Regions from separate parts of the Mus musculus genome. Here all the other regions are linked to region 1. Evidence: chromatin contacts called from public ChIA-PET, Micro-C and promoter capture Hi-C data. All regions are on one chromosome and are shown on one strand. The core of a region is the stretch at or near the end of the contact, and the rest is flanking DNA. Distances in the headings are between cores, read along the strand shown. Region 1 holds the start of Mtfmt (mitochondrial methionyl-tRNA formyltransferase). Region 2 holds the start of Hacd3 (3-hydroxyacyl-CoA dehydratase 3). Region 3 overlaps Zfp609 (zinc finger protein 609). Region 4 holds the start of Igdcc4 (immunoglobulin superfamily, DCC subclass, member 4). Region 5 overlaps Zfp609 (zinc finger protein 609).

Region 1 (2,906 bases), core at 249-2,748:
AAATTATGGCATTTTAGTTGCTAGACCCATTCATAAAAAAGACATGATCGCCACACTGTATTTCCTTATAAGTAAAACTTACTAGGGAAATTTAAGAATAAGAGCCTCACTCAAAAGCCGGCCAAAGGAAGCCACTACCCCAACATCATATTCTCCAGATCCCACGTCGGGCCACTCGTACACCGGGAGCTGAGACTGAATAGCATATTGCTTCACAGGTAGTCCTTTGGGGGATAGCGAAGGCACTGTGACAACCTCCAGTTTCTCAATTAACTTTTCCTCTTTGCCGTCTCTGAATCAGAAAGATTGGGGGAAAAAAAATTTGACAGTGTCAGGGCAACAGCCCAAAGCTAAACTATTTCATGCACAGCAAAGCTATTTTTATGATTAAACCCATAGTACATTTAGAGCTAAAATAATTAAGATTTTTTGCAACCAACACACAGGGTTTAAATTTAATAATTTAAAAATTAAATTGTCTTTTATTATTATTATTGTGTGCATGGTGTGGGCATGTGCTATTATTACTGTGTGCGTGTGTGCAGGCGTATGCTACAGCATGTGTGTGGAAATGAGAGGAAAACTTTCAGAAGTCAGCTCTCTTCTTACAGCATCCACAGGGTGTAGCTCACAAGGGCCTGTCACTCCAGCTCCAGGGAATGGGACACTCACTTTAGGCCTCCACAGGCACCAACACGTACATGCTCATAGACACACACACATACAAATAAAATCTCAAAGTAAAAATCTTATTTAAAAAGAAAAGTGTTTGTAGGAAGGCAGGGATGGAGGCGAGATAAGTGCCTGGAAACCAGGGACCGATAAATAACCAAATATCCTTCCAGGGAAGTGGGGCGGTAGACACAGCAGCCTTTCAGGAAAGGGTGAATTACAAATAACTTTCTTCCTAGTAGACAAGGTTAGTTAAATCGCATAAATATTATATGTATATGAAACTGTTCTAACTTAGAAATGTATTCATTTGAAAACACAGGCGTGTAAAAGGGCAAGGAAACGGAGGCCACCAACACCAGGAAGGGACGAACTTTGGAGTCACAGCCCTTTTCAGCTAACCGGCTCCGCCCACGACCCTGGGTACTGGCCGGGCCTCTCCAGGTACCGGTTCCCAGGCTCGGGGAGATGGAGGGTCTGCTGGCAGATGCTGCAGGAGCCACAGGAGCTCTGCCGGCCGGGACCCAACAGGGCGCCTTCCCGGGACCTCGCTGCCCTGGGGTCGCCACCGCGGCTCGGCGTGGGACCCTGCCCCGGTACCTGGCGGCGTGCAGCGCCCGCAGCGTTTCCCGGGCAAAGTGGTCGGTGCCGAGGAACAGCACCCGCCAAGGCGGCTTCTCGCGGACTCGGGAACCTCGGCCGTCCTTCCCGTCGAACCCGGCAGGTGCTTGACAGGAACAGCGTGGCCTCCTTCCCATCAGCCACCGACCCCAGCAGCACCGCGGAAGGAGCATCACCTCGGCCCGCAGCGGCCCACCATGCGCATGCGTGCCCATGGTGGGGGGCGGAGCAAAGAGCTCAAAGGCCCAAGCACGCGCAGACGACAAGGCGGGGCCTGCCGCTTTGGAGGCGTGGCTCAACTGAAGAACCACTAAGGAAGAAATTTGAGGGGACTTTGATGTGTATTATTCAGCCAAGCTCTTCAAAGAACACTGCAGATATATACACACAAGCAAGACACTCATATGAATAAAACAAACCTTTAAAAGAAACTATTTTTTAAAACTTTACAAATTTTTTTTTAATTTATTTTTGTTTTACGTGCTTTGGTGCTTTGCCTGCATGCATGTCTGTGTAAGAGTGTGGAATCCCCTACAACTCGAGACAGTTCTGAGCTGCCACATGGGCCTGGGAATTGAACCTGGGTCCTATGGAAGGGAAGCCAGTGCTCTTAACTGCTGAGCCATCTCTGCAACGAGGGGTCCTGTCCCTCCAGCTCCAAAGCCATGATCCTAACCATTCGACCTGAACAGCAATCTTAACTACTAAGCAACTCAGGATTTCCACACCCAATGAAACTAAGGTTTGCTCACCTGTCTGAAGTCACTTCAGGAATCCAAGACTCTTAGATTCTCAGGCCTCCCATGTGGGATGCCATAGGGAGACTGTAGGGAAACGGAGGGGTGAGGGCTATCTGCTGAAGACCTCTGAAGACCATGGTGTGCAGATAGATATGTGTTTCCAAGGTACACTGGGGTCCTTAACATGGGTCATGCTTGTGACGCTGGCTCTGGCTATAGAGCAGCATCAGGTTCCTCTCTCATCTAATTCCTGTCACATGGCCTGAAAGCCAGAGGCCCTGGAGCAGTCTTTCATTTAGTTTTGAGGATCCCTGCTTCTGTGCCCTTGAGCGTTCCATCCACCTCACATTTCCTCTCTTCCTCACTAAATGGTATCCATTTTTCAGTGCTAAGACAACACCCTCCCTGAGGCCTTGAACTCCTACCTCACAGATTCAATAATTTTTTTCTCCATGTGTCCCCTCAAAACTGAGAGCGGCTTTGTTTGCCATAGTTGTGGAAAGTTGGCCAATGTGTGCCCAGAGAGCGGCAAATTCCTTGGGCTAAGTAGAAAAGAGAGGCAAAGATTATGATGCTGCTAGCCGGTGCATCTGACCATATGAGGGAAATGAGATGTGATGCCAAGCCGTATCCTCCTCTGATCAAGTCAGTCCCAGAATCCTAACTTAGGGGAAGTGGAACATGATTCTGACACTCAAGGTGCTGTCTTTTGAATACCGACTGAAGGTGTGACCTACTGGAGCTGGAGAGACGGCTCAGTGGTTAAGATGCTCGCTGTTCTTGCAGAGGACCTGAGTTTGTTTTCTAGCACACACATTGCCAGATCTAGGAGACTCACTGCCCTCTTCTGGCCCCTGCAGGCACTGCAGTCAT
Region 2 (2,906 bases), core at 238-2,737, 410 kb after region 1:
TTACATACGTGGACCATTGGTATACGTGGCCTGGTGGTTCTGGGAATCCAACCCAAGGCTTTGTGTGTGCTGGACAAGTGCTCTACCAAATAATCTACATCCCCATCTACAGCAGCTCCTCCTCTAAGTCCTTCAAGCATCAGAAGAGTCTGTAAAAAGGTGAACATCAGAGCCAAGCAGGATCTCTTGCCAACAGCAGAAACTAGGCGTACGTCCTGGCAATAGCCTTTATCAGTGTCAAGGACCAAATGAAAGCTTTCTGCAGGAGTAATGACTGATCTCTGAGAAGGGAGACATGGCCCTGAGCCAAACAGGGCTAGGAGGGGGGGGGGCAGTCTCTAGAGAGGACAGTGTGGTTTCTTTTTCATTTGACTGACATCATCATAAAAGCCTTATTCCCATCCCCCTGCCCCTGGCCTTGCCTTCTAGTCTCCCTCACCCTGCCCCACCACCGTGTACTTTTTAGCCTGGATGATAAACTCTACTTTATTTCCCTTTCCTTTGTTTGTTCAGGTTGGCCTTGAACTCAGTACGTAACTAAGGATGACTTTGCACTTCTGAACATCTCAAGTGCTGAGATTACAGGTGTTCACCACTAGTCCTGATTTATGTGCTATTGGGGATCAAACCCACTACCGACTAGGCTATAGTCCTCTAGTCCTCTAGTCCTCTTACTAATCTCTGTCTCTCTGTCTCTGTCTCCTTATTGATTTCCCTGGAAATGGGCCCATAATAGCTGTGCTCCTTTACAGAAAAACTTAGAAACAGATGATGACACTACAAGGAGCTGAGGTTATAGTAGAGTGCCTGTCTGCAGCATCCAGGTCCTCAAATGCTCAGGACGGGGCTAGGGATGCCAAGGAACTGATTTGTTTGTTTGCTTATTAGTTCATGTAGATAGCTATAACGAATGGGCTGTTCTGTTTGTTGGGCAGTGAATGGAAACCATCTCTCTTAAAACAGGAAGCCTGAGGCCAGGGGAGGTGTTGCACACCTTTAAATCACAAGGGAGGCAAAAGCAGACGACAGGTCCCTGGATCTGGTCTACCAAGTGAATTTCAGGTCACCTAGAGCTACATAGTAAGACAGACAGAAAGAAGAAAGAAAGGAAGGAAGGAAGAAAAAAAAAAAGCAACACCAATGTATGTCTTGAATGGCTCATCTGTCTTTCTGTGTGTGGCCTTGAAGCCCAGGGAGGAAGTGGGTTCTCACTAAACGCTGCGATCATACAAAAAAACTTGGAAGGGATCCTTGCACACAAGCCTCTTCATACGCCGCCAATCCGCCCTTTCTTTGTAGATTAGAGCCTCTCACTTTCATGTTCTTGTGCAAGGACCTCTCTGAAGCGCCACAGGAGGTAAGCGAGGAGCTCAAAAGCCTCTGATCCGAAGGCCACTGAGCCGCTGATCACGTGGCGCAGCCGCTAGCCTCTCCCACGTCCCGCCCCGTCCTCTCCCTCGCTGGGTTCGCCCCGCCCTCCCGCCCCGGTCCTCACTGCGCAAGCGCGAGCCGCGAGCGTGGGTTATCTCGAGACAGCCGGGCTGCGGGCTGCGGAGCGTGCGGGTCTGAGGCCTGCGTTCTGCTAGCTCCAGCGGCTCACAGGCCGAGGTAACGAGGCGCAGCAAGCCGAGCCTCCCCGCTCCCCCGGACAGCGTGGGCCATGGAGACTCAAGTGCTGACGCCGCATGTCTACTGGGCTCAGCGACACCGCGAGCTGTATCTGCGCGTGGAGCTGAGTGACGTGCAGGTAAAGGCCGGGCTGCGGGCTGCGCGCAGGATCGGGGGCCCCCCGGTCCCCGTCGGCCGCCCTGTGCGTTTGCGCTCCTGCAGTGCGCCAGCAGGAACCGCGAGTGGAGCGCCCCGGTCTCCCTTAGGGGCTGCAGGTGCCGTCCGGCGTTCTGCGCTTGGCCCCGGTATCCCCTTTGTTCCTGGTAGGCGCCCTGGGGAGCCTCAGCAGAGTCCTGGAAGCCGGCGGCTGGCCTTCGGGTTGCCTAAGGCCCTCTGAATTGTGGGATGAGCTCCGTGGGTCTAAAGTGCGGCTTGACAGTGGCCTGTTGTGCGGTAGCAGGACGTCAGCGCTGGCCTCTGAGGTTTAGTCCGGGCGGCCCATTGACCTTCTCAAGGCCCGTCGCTGGGCTGGGCGGGGGGCAACCCCCCAACCGTTCAGTGATAGAAATCTACACCACACCTCCGCTCACCAAGGAAATGATTTCCATCCTCTCTTTAAGGCTGCGAGCTCAGCCTTAGCAAGTTGCGTAAAGAAATTATCGTGTGACATTAAGTATTCATTTCACCACGTTTACCTATTAATGTGAGCAAATCAAATCCCTGGGAACTTCCCATGTCTCTAACCAGACCATCCAGTATTCTGTGTGAAGCGAGTGGTTTTGGTCTGGAATGTTCTTTCCCTAGTCTCCTTGACATCCATGGTATTGTAATCTTCATTCCTCTGAACTGTTTCTTGCTCGCAGTTAGATACCTGTCTGAATTCATCAATTCATCTGGTCTATTTTCTTGCAGGGTCTAGGTGCCCATGTCCACTTGAGTCTAATCTTTGCTTCTGGAATGTAAATAATTTCCCCTTGTGAACGATGAAGCTAATACTGGCCAGAATGTCTTTGAGTAAGCAGTAAATTTCATTTAAGGTGTAAGCAAACCCGAATAAATGCTACTCTAGAATAGGATGAATAATTCTCTGTGCTATTGTTCTCTACTCTGCTACAAGATTCTTTGCTAAAATAGAAAAAAAAGTTTTTGTTTTTAATTTTTATTTTTGTATTTTGGAGACAGTCATGCTATATAGTTATGGCTGGCCTGGAACTTACTATGTAGACCAAGGCTGGCCTGGAACTCACAGAGATCTGCCAGCCTCTGCCTCCTGAGTGCTGGGATTCCAAGTGTGCACC
Region 3 (2,906 bases), core at 226-2,725, 380 kb before region 1:
TTAATCCCAACACAGCCGAATCAGGATTGCTGAAAGGTGAAGGCCAGTCATAGCTAGTATCAGGTCAACCTGGGCTATATCTAGCCTCCCCCCCCCCAAAAAAAAAAAAAAAAAAAAGCAGATGACTTGACTTGAGGAGGTACAGGCACTTGTTTTGCCATACCTCACAACGCACGTTCAGGTCCTAAAGCCCAGATGGTGGAAGAGGGCACAAGTTGTCATCTGACCTCAACATGTCTACATGTACACAAGTAGAGCTGTTAGGAGAAGTAGTAATAGATGTTTATCTGTGGTTTTCCTTGATTATGACATGAATGCATATGTGAATACATATATATAGTCATGCTGTGGTGATTCACAAAGGCCAGAGAACAGGTTGTGGGAGTTGGTTCTCTCCTCCACCATGTGGGTCTTAGGGTTCAAATTCATATTGTTAGGCTTGGCAACAAGTGCCTTTGTCCACTAAGCCACCTCAGCAGTCTTATTTTTTACTTTTTTTTTTTTCATTCTACTGTGATGTTTGCCTCCAAACATCATCTTGGTGATAAGCTTTATATAAAAGCACTTAGGTAATGGCATCAATCTTGTTTAGCACTTGAATAAATACATTTGTTATTTTTGTTTTCATTTGTATGTGTGTGTGTACTTTCATCTTGTTTGTATGAGGCCCTAGTTCCATGATGTGTATGGTCAGAGGGCAACTTTGTGGAGTTAGTTCTCTCTACTTGTATGTAGTTCCAGGATTGGCTCAGGGTTTTTACCAACTGAACCATTTTGCCAGCCTAATAAATGTTTTCCATAATTGAAATCTTAAGGGTCTGAAAGCCAGACTGTGGTGGTGCACACCTTTAATCCCAGTACTCAGGAGGCAGAGGCAGGTGGATCTCTATATATAAGTTTGAGGACAGCCTGGTCTACCCAGTGAGCTCCAGGATGGCCAGGGTTACACAGAGAAATCCTGTCTGGAAACCTGCCCTCCACCCCTAAAAAAAAAATCTTAAGGGTCTGGAGATCTAGTTCCATTGGTGAAGTGCTTGTCGTGTAAACATCAAGACCCATAGTTCAGATTCTCAACACCCGTGTAAAAGCTGACTGCAGTAACATACATCTGTAACCCCAGTATTTGGTGGGTGAGAGTGGGGGTGGGTGGATCCCTGTTCGAGTATAAAGTGGGCAGTGATAGAGGAGGGTGTGTGCATCCTCATGCACACTGTGCACACGCACACACGAGCAATATTACAATTCTGTGGCATGAAGGTGTGATGTGCTGTGTGATCATGTATGTGCACAGGTTCTTTCTGTCACTCTGTCCTGTTTCTTTGACACCAGGTCTCTCTCTGAACCTGGAAGCTCGCTAGGTTTTTGTTTTTTGTTTTTTTTTTAACCTAGGCTGGCAGCCAGTGAGCCCAAGCAACTCTATCTGTCTCTGCGTCACTCAGTGCTTGGGTTACTGAAGTGTATGAGGCCATGCTTACATTGCAAGCATTTCTAACTGCTGAGCCACTTTTTTTAATTAATGAGACAGGGTCTTGTGTAGTTCAGGCTAATGGAAACTCACTATGTAGCCAAAGATGACCTTGGACTCTCTCTTAAGCTCAAGGGCTATTTTATTGGAGTTTAAAAGAAAAGCAGTACAGGTTAGGTAAAAATCCTGGAAGCCATTAGGAGGAAAGAGAAAAGGTCTTGCCTTTTAAGTTAGGCATGGAGTAGAAATAGAGATAGCTTATTAAGGAAGGGAAAGGTACTCCCAAAACTGGGAGTGGGCTAGTGCGCTGAGGAATGAGCAAGAAGTGTGACCTTGAGTTCTTAGTCTTCCTGCTTACACTTTCCAAATGTTAGAATTAGAGAAATGTACCACCAGACAGGCAAGAACTTGAAGCCCTTTGAGGTTTTATTTCAGGAATACATATAATGAGCAAAATGAAACATTGGTGAACCTCAGAGTGCAAGAATTGAAGAAAAAAAAAAAAGCAAAAAGTCTCATGCTCTTTCTCAGGATGAGTAATTTCTAGTTAACAATAGTAACTCCCAAATGAAACTGGAAACTCTGGTAAGCAATTCCTAGAAAAATTGGGTCAGTGTGCTGCCAAAGAAATGCTGGGCATCATTAGGAGCATAATCAGAACTAAATAAAACTAAGACGTGCCTAATGTGTGTTACTGTCTTGTTCTGGGTAGATACTTCTCAGAGTTAGTAGACAAAGAATGTGAAGACTTTAATAACAATGTGTGTTAGGGGGGTTAAAGATGTCTATTTTATGTGTTTGGGTGTTTGCCTACATGTATGTATGTCCATCTTTTGTACTTTGTGTTCATGGAAGTCAGAAGATGGTGGTAAATCTCCTGCAGCAAGAGTTACAGATGGTTGTGAGCTGTCGTGTGGGTGCTGGGAATTGAACCCAGATCATCCACAAGAACTGTACATGTTTTTAACCACTGAGCAATCTCTCAAGCCCCTAACAGTTCTTTAAACTGTTTCCTCCTCATCTTGCTGACAGTTGAAACTAGGACCTCTTGTGTGCTATGATACTATATTTGCCTATAGTCCAAACCCTGGAGCTTGTTTTTATCTATTCATTCATTTAGAGACAGGGTTTCACATGCTGTGCCTGGCCTCAACCTTACTTTATAACCAACAGTTATTCTGAACTGCTGGTTCTACCTCTACTTCCTTAGTGCTGGGATATCTTTCTGCACCTGCTTTATGTGGTGCTAGGGATTCAACCTAGGGCTTAGTGTATGCTAGACAATCACTCTTCTAAGTGAACTACATCCCTAGTCCTCCTCCTCCTCCTCCATCTCCACCTCCTCCTCTTCCTCCATCTCCTCCTCCTCCTCCTCCTCCTCCTCCTCCTCCACCACCACCACTACCACCCCCTCAATTTTCCCATGCTGGGAATTGAACAA
Region 4 (2,906 bases), core at 107-2,606, 330 kb after region 1:
ATGGGCTCCCAGCCGGGTTCAGGGTCTCGGAGGGAAAGGGGCGTGTCTTGCGGGGAGAGCAAGGGTCCGAGCTGTTTCCAGCACTCTCCCACCCGCTGTTTTCCTGGAGATGGGCCTGGGGTTGGCCCAGCGGAGGCTCCTTTCCACCACCCCCCGCCTCCCTCCCTGTCTCCCTCCCACGTGGCCTGGCCCAGTCTCTCTGGAAAGCCGCAGCAGCTGGAGAAAAATCCCCCTCCCCACCCCCACTGCCAAGTCCCTCCCCGACTCGCCCCGGACACATCCTTAACTCCCCCCTCGGCAGGGAAGGCAAGAAGTAATCGAACAAAGCGGGCAGCCCATCCCCCTCCAGGCCCTACCACCTAACCTCCTTTGGGCTGTCCCCCAAACGCACACCCCACTGAGAGTGAGAGGGCCGGGGGTGGTAAAAACAGCTTTGGCATACACACTTGGACACTTCGTCTCCCCCCGCCCCCAGTCCTTTCTTTGGTGTGGACAGTTGTGATCCTTACCCTTGACCCTACCCAACACTAGGACCTGGGCACTGGAGGGGGCCTTGCTGATCTCGTCCACGCTTCCCTGGTCCGCCCTTGGGGGTGGGGCAGGAGTGACACGCGTCCCATCCAGAGAGCGAGTGTTGGACGCGTTCGGCAAAGCAACTGGTTTCCTGCCCTTCCCCCAGCCCCACTCCGAACCCTGGGTTTGGGTCCACAACACCTCCACATTCCCCCAACCTCCCTAGCTGGCCCCAGGGGCCACACCCATTGGGCAAAGTTGAGTGTGGTTTTTCTCACCGCCGCCCCCATCAAGAGCAAGGACACTCCCCAAAAGCCAAGGCCAAATATTAGCTCAGTCCCATCCAGTTACACACGCACCCGACACAAATGGAGGTGTAAGTGTACACTCCCTCCCCGCCCGCTCTCTCAGGCACACTCGCGACCGCGAGACGCTTGCGGGCAGGGCAGAATCATGTCCCGCTTGCAGCCACCCGCGCGCTGGCGATGCTACCCGGCGCCTTAGGCACGCGCTGTGGACACGTTCCCCCGCAGGACACCCCCACCCCCGCAGGACACACACATGCAAACCTCACATGCACAAGGGCCACGCGCAGGGGGACACGCACGGTGCCAGGCTGTGCACAGCAAGGACACACACCCCCTGGGGGCAAGTCCCCACAGCCCCCGGCGCGCAAGCATCGCGGGCGCCGGGGACGCCCACTCGCGACTGCGGCCACCCGGGCCCTTACCGCGCGCGGACAGCAGGCAGAAGGTCAGCACCAGGAGCCCGCGGCCCGTGTCCGCCCGCGCCATAGGGCCGGGCTCGGGCCGCTGCCGCCGCGTCCGGGCGCCTGGGCCGCCGCCGGGGGAGGGCGCGCCGGGCGTCAGTGGCTCCGGGAGGCGCGGCGCCGCGGGCGGGGGCGCGGCCTCCGGGGCCGGGGCCCGAGCGGGGGCCGGCGCGGGGGCCGGGGCCGCGGCCAGCTCGCCCGCCCCTCCATCGCCATCTTGGGCTAGCGGCCCACGCGGGGGCGCCCCGCCAGTGTGGCCACCCTGCACCACAGGGGACACGCGCCCGCGCGCCACCAGCCTGCTCCTGCGGCTCACTCAGCACGCGGGAGCCTCCCGCTCCTCGGGTCACCTCAGGCTCCTTTCTGTTCATCTTTTTACCTGAGCCTCTGGATCTCTGTTCCCTAACCCTACCATGACTCTACCTTCAGGGTCGCCTCCACCTCTGTTCCAGGCTCAGTTCACTGAGACCTGTCCTTTTCCAACTCACAGCCTGACCTGAATCCTGTTTAGCCTCTCCACAGGCTGCACCAACAGACTCTCTGAGGACACTACAATTCCTTGTCCCCGCTACCTCTTCCATGCCAAGCTGAGGGATTCTCTTGGCTTCCTTCCTTCCTCCTCAGTAGCCAACCCAGTCTGTACTGTGTTCCACCTCTGTGAGGGACAACGAAGACTTGCTTACCACCATTTTACATACCTGCATACTGGGAATATTTGGGTTTGTAGTGGGGACTCCCTAAGGACAGGAGGCTTAAAGCAGCAGGTGCAGGGCCTGCTAATGGTGTTGAGCCTCCACCGGTCCACTCTCTTTTTCAGAACTGCCTCTTTTCCAACTGAGCTGGCCAGGTTAGTTGCCTCAGTGTGTCTAAAGCTGGGGGAATCAAATGTCAGGTTGGGTTGGGGAGAGAAAAACATACTAAACGTCTATTTAAAATGATGCGTTTGTGATGGGAGAGATGGCTCAGCGGTTAGAGTGCTTATTGCATTTGCAGAGGACCTAGATTTGGTTCCGGTACCCACCCAGGCGACTCACATCAGTCTGTAACTCTAGCTCCAGGAGGTCTGATACCACTGGGCTCTGTGGCATCTGCACCTACAAGCAGACACACAATTAGATACAATTTAAAATAAATAAAAATTATATATATATATCCGGATTTTGAGGCTAGAGAGGTGGCCCAGTGGCTAGAGTGCTTCCTGCCCTAACAAAGGACCTGGGTTCTGCTCCCAGCACCCATATGACAGCCATAACCATCTGTAATTCCATTTCCAATGAATCTGATGCCCTCTTCTGGGCTTTGTAGGCACTTTCCTGCACATGGTGCACATAAACTCATGCAAGTACACACATACACATAAAAAAAAATTTTTTTTTAAAGGAAAAATGCTACATTCTTCCTTTTCTTGTATCCATTGGCATCCCCATGATTTAGAATCATTTCCATTCCGGCTCACATGCTGCCAGTAAGTTCTATCCCTTTTGGGGAGGAAGAAGTTCCTGTACCCTCAAACCCATTATGTAGTCAAAGATGTCCTTGAGCCTTTGATCCTCTGGCCTCTGCCTCTGGAGTGCTGGGATGACCAGTATGCACCCCCAGGCCCTGTTAATGATAGCGGGGCTCT
Region 5 (2,906 bases), core at 105-2,604, 260 kb before region 1:
TTTTCCCTGTTGTTCTGTCTTCATTGTTGAGACAGTCATATTATGGAGCCCTTGTTTGTTAGCCTATAATTAACCAGCTTTCCTCCTTTTTCTTGGCTCTGCTCGCAAGTGCTGGAATTATAAGCATAGCCACCACACCCAGCTTGTGTTTCTATGCATTTGCATGTTGTGTGTAGGTCAGAGGTCAATGTCATTTATCTTCTTCCATGATTTATTTTTTTAAACAGGGTCTCTCACTGAACCTAAAACTCAATTATTCTAGACTGACTTGCCACGAGTTCCAGGGGTTTTGCTGTCTGTACCCTCACACTTGTAGAACTATGAGCACTTTGACCTGGCCTTTTCTGTAGGCCCTGGTGATCTGAGCTTTGATCCTCGTGCTTGTATGCAAGCATGGTTGCGTATGTTTGTGTGAATGTTTACCTGAATGTATTTATGTGCACCATGTGCATGCATGATACCCAGGAAAGCCAGGAAAGGTGGAGCCACCATGGAGGTGCTAGACATGAAATCTGGGTCCTTTGCAATGGAGGCAAGTGTTCTTAACCACTGATGTGTCTCTCCAGCCCAGCTTCAGTTTCTGAGACATAGTCTGGCCATCTAAGCCCAGGCTGACCTTCATCTCATCTTCCTGCCTCAGCTAACACTACAGGTGTGTGTGCACCTATCTTCCTGTTGCTTGTTTGGGAAAAGACTTTGCTGGAACTAGATTCTGTAAATTCTATGCTAGAATTTACTGTATTCAGGCTACCTTCCTTGAAACAATCCTCTTACTGTTGCCTCCCTAGTCCTGGATTAGAGCATTATATATGCTCCTGTTCTTTTTGTACTAGTATCTTTTGCTTATTTTTTAGATTTGTTTATAAATGTGTGTATGTGAGGGGCAAGAGAGGGAGAAGGAAAAAATGCATGTAATCACAGTGTTTACAGAGAACATCAGCTCCGCTGGAGCTGGGGTTACAGTCAGCCACCTGATGTGGGTGCTGAGAATTGAACACAGGTTCTCTGGAAGAACAATAAGTACTCTTACCAGATACTGAGCCATCTCTCCAGGACCACCACCCTTTTTTGAAACAGTCCTGGCTGTCTCAGAACTCATCATGTAGACCAAGCTGGTCTTGACTCAGTAATCTGCCTGCCTCTGCCTCTCCAGTACTGGAATTGAAGGTGTGTACTCCCACACCTGGCCTACCACCACCACCACCCCTTTTTCTTTTCCAATTAAAACATGGTTTCATTATGTAATCCTGGCTGGCCTGGAATAGATGAAACTGGCTTCAACTTCACCTAGGTCTGCCTGCTTCTAGCCTGAGTGCTGGGATCAAACTCAGGTCATCAGGCCTGGCAGCAAGTCCTTTTACCCATGAGCCATCTCACCAGCCCTTGTTTTGGAGAACAGGATCTCATGTAGTCTAGGCTGACACTGAGTGCAGAATTCTGTCCCAACCACCTGTGTTGGGATTATGGCTGTACTGTCATGCCTGCTAATATCTTCATTTTGATAATAAACTGAAACTCAAAAGGCTGTCACTTCATTTACAGTTATGCAGCCCAAGGCTGTCTGACTTTAACTCCTTGGATCTTTCCACTTTATCATAGGACTCTGAGATAACTCAGGAGAACTGAGAAGTCAGCTTTGGTAAACCGAGTGCTATATGCTATCCCTTCACCTGTTCTTAGCTTGTTAAAAGAGGAGGAAGCCAGGAGCTGTGGTTAAAAGTGTCTGGGACTGCTTAGGCGAGCTGATGCCACCTGACCCTTCACTAGAGCAGTCTCTTCTGCCTTCATTTCCTCTGACTGCTTGATTTCCCCTTTCCTAGGTTCCTATTTGCCTTCCAGCTATTCTTTCTCCCCGTATGGCAGCAAGGTCTCAGGTGGCGAGGACGCTGACAAGGCCCGTGCCAGCCCCAGTGTGAGCTGTAAAGCCAGCTCAGAGTCCAAAGCCCTGGACATCTTGCAGCAACATGCCAGTCACTACAAGAGCAAGTCTCCCACGGTAAGTGGAGGACAGCCCAGGTCCTTGTCCAAAGACCACGGAGTAGAAGCCACAGCATGGGAGGAGTGGGCAAGTGCAGGCCCTGACAAGATGCTACTTGGGTGACTTGATACCAGCCTCATAAGGGCACTCCCTCTATTTGTAGATACCCTGCAGTTTTAGAGTCATAATATAGGACACTGGTTAGATCACTAGTGTGTATATATCTCATTATAGTGTCTTGATATGTCTCCTTTCCTTTCCAGATAAGTGATAAAAATTCTCAGGAGAGAGATCGAGGAGGCTGTGGGGTGGTTGGGGGTGGTGGCAGCTGTGGCAGTGTTGCGGGAGCAGGAGGTACTGACAGGAGTGCCGACCGGCCCCGCACATCCCCTTCCCAGCGCCTGATGTCCACACACCACCACCACCACCACTTGGGCTATTCCTTGCTCCCAGCACAGTACAACCTACCCTATGCCGCAGGTAAGGCTCTTTCCTCCAGCTTTGTTTCCATTTCAGTAGTACTGCCTGTAACAAGGCCCCTGCCCTCAAAGAATCTTTCACCCCCAGATTTTGGTTTTTCGAGACAGGGTTTCTCTGTGTAGCCCTGGCTGTCCTGGAACTCACTTTGTAGACCAGGCTGGCCTCGAACTCAGAAATCCGCCTGCCTCTGCCTCCCAAGTGCTGGGTACCCCCAGATTTCTAATCTGAGATTCCCAGCACTCAGGTTGAAGCAGTAATATAAAAATAAATTCAAGGTGGAATGGGAAGAAGACTTAGTGAAGCACTTGCCTTATAAACAGAGGACCTGAATTTAGTCCTCAAAATCCATGTGATAAGACAGATGTGGTGGTGTGTGCTTGTAACTACAGTGATCAGGTGGGAGGAAAACAGGCAGATCCCTGGAGCTCACTGGCCAGCCAGCCTAGCC

Evidence for each region. Promoter capture Hi-C pulls out the DNA fragments that hold promoters and counts their contacts. Hi-C and Micro-C count contacts between places; a contact is called where the count stands out from the background. ChIA-PET counts read pairs in DNA pulled down with a chosen protein or histone mark.
Region 2: an RNA polymerase II ChIA-PET map of memory CD8 T cells shows a contact between it and region 1, with 11 read pairs. The contact joins the promoter of Hacd3 here to the promoter of Mtfmt in region 1. A contact is called at or near these places in 1 of 39 promoter capture datasets (pre-B cells) and 3 of 115 datasets of contacts at active chromatin or transcription factors (embryonic hindbrain, embryonic stem cells and memory CD8 T cells).
Region 3: a contact with region 1 is called in a promoter capture Hi-C map of liver, with 2.1 times the contacts expected there. The contact joins the enhancer-like site here to the promoter of Mtfmt in region 1. A contact is called at or near these places in 2 of 39 promoter capture datasets (liver and pre-B cells), 2 of 115 datasets of contacts at active chromatin or transcription factors (both in embryonic stem cells) and 3 of 9 other capture datasets (adipose tissue, embryonic stem cells and pancreatic islet).
Region 4: a Micro-C map of embryonic stem cells shows a contact between it and region 1, with 4 times the contacts expected there. The contact joins the promoter of Igdcc4 here to the promoter of Mtfmt in region 1. A contact is called at or near these places in 1 of 39 promoter capture datasets (liver), 2 of 484 Hi-C or Micro-C datasets (both in embryonic stem cells) and 1 of 9 other capture datasets (adipose tissue).
Region 5: a promoter capture Hi-C map of liver shows a contact between it and region 1, with 3 times the contacts expected there. The contact joins the enhancer-like site here to the promoter of Mtfmt in region 1. A contact is called at or near these places in 4 of 39 promoter capture datasets (embryonic stem cells, liver, macrophages and 1 more), 1 of 115 datasets of contacts at active chromatin or transcription factors (large pre-B cells) and 3 of 9 other capture datasets (adipose tissue, liver and macrophages).

Annotation. Positions count from the first base shown.
Region 1 is chr9:65,434,374-65,437,279 of GRCm38.p6, reverse strand. Mtfmt (mitochondrial methionyl-tRNA formyltransferase) reads right to left here and starts at 1,498. Exons shown (of 9, transcript NM_027134.3): 1 at 1,273-1,498; 2 at 83-292. The coding sequence starts at 1,466.
Region 2 is chr9:65,020,298-65,023,203 of GRCm38.p6, reverse strand. Hacd3 (3-hydroxyacyl-CoA dehydratase 3) reads left to right here and starts at 1,487. Exons shown (of 11, transcript NM_021345.2): 1 at 1,487-1,747. The coding sequence starts at 1,661.
Region 3 is chr9:65,811,585-65,814,490 of GRCm38.p6, reverse strand. All of the region lies in intron 1 of Zfp609 (zinc finger protein 609), which reads left to right. Among named protein-coding and RNA genes, the nearest start is that of Zfp609, 15 kb to the left of the region's middle. Within about 2 kb of position 1,475, at least 24 of the 459 cell types and tissues checked have an H3K27ac peak or open chromatin away from gene starts, as enhancers often do. A contact at or near this core is called in liver, where this site is marked.
Region 4 is chr9:65,099,936-65,102,841 of GRCm38.p6, reverse strand. It overlaps Igdcc4 (immunoglobulin superfamily, DCC subclass, member 4), which reads right to left and starts at 1,356. Exons shown (of 20, transcript NM_020043.3): 1 at 1,244-1,356. The coding sequence starts at 1,307.
Region 5 is chr9:65,696,584-65,699,489 of GRCm38.p6, reverse strand. It overlaps Zfp609 (zinc finger protein 609), which reads left to right. Exons shown (of 10, transcript NM_172536.3): 7 at 1,821-1,996; 8 at 2,242-2,458. Among named protein-coding and RNA genes, the nearest start is that of Oaz2, 21 kb to the right of the region's middle. Within about 2 kb of position 1,354, at least 6 of the 459 cell types and tissues checked have an H3K27ac peak or open chromatin away from gene starts, as enhancers often do. A contact at or near this core is called in liver, where this site is marked.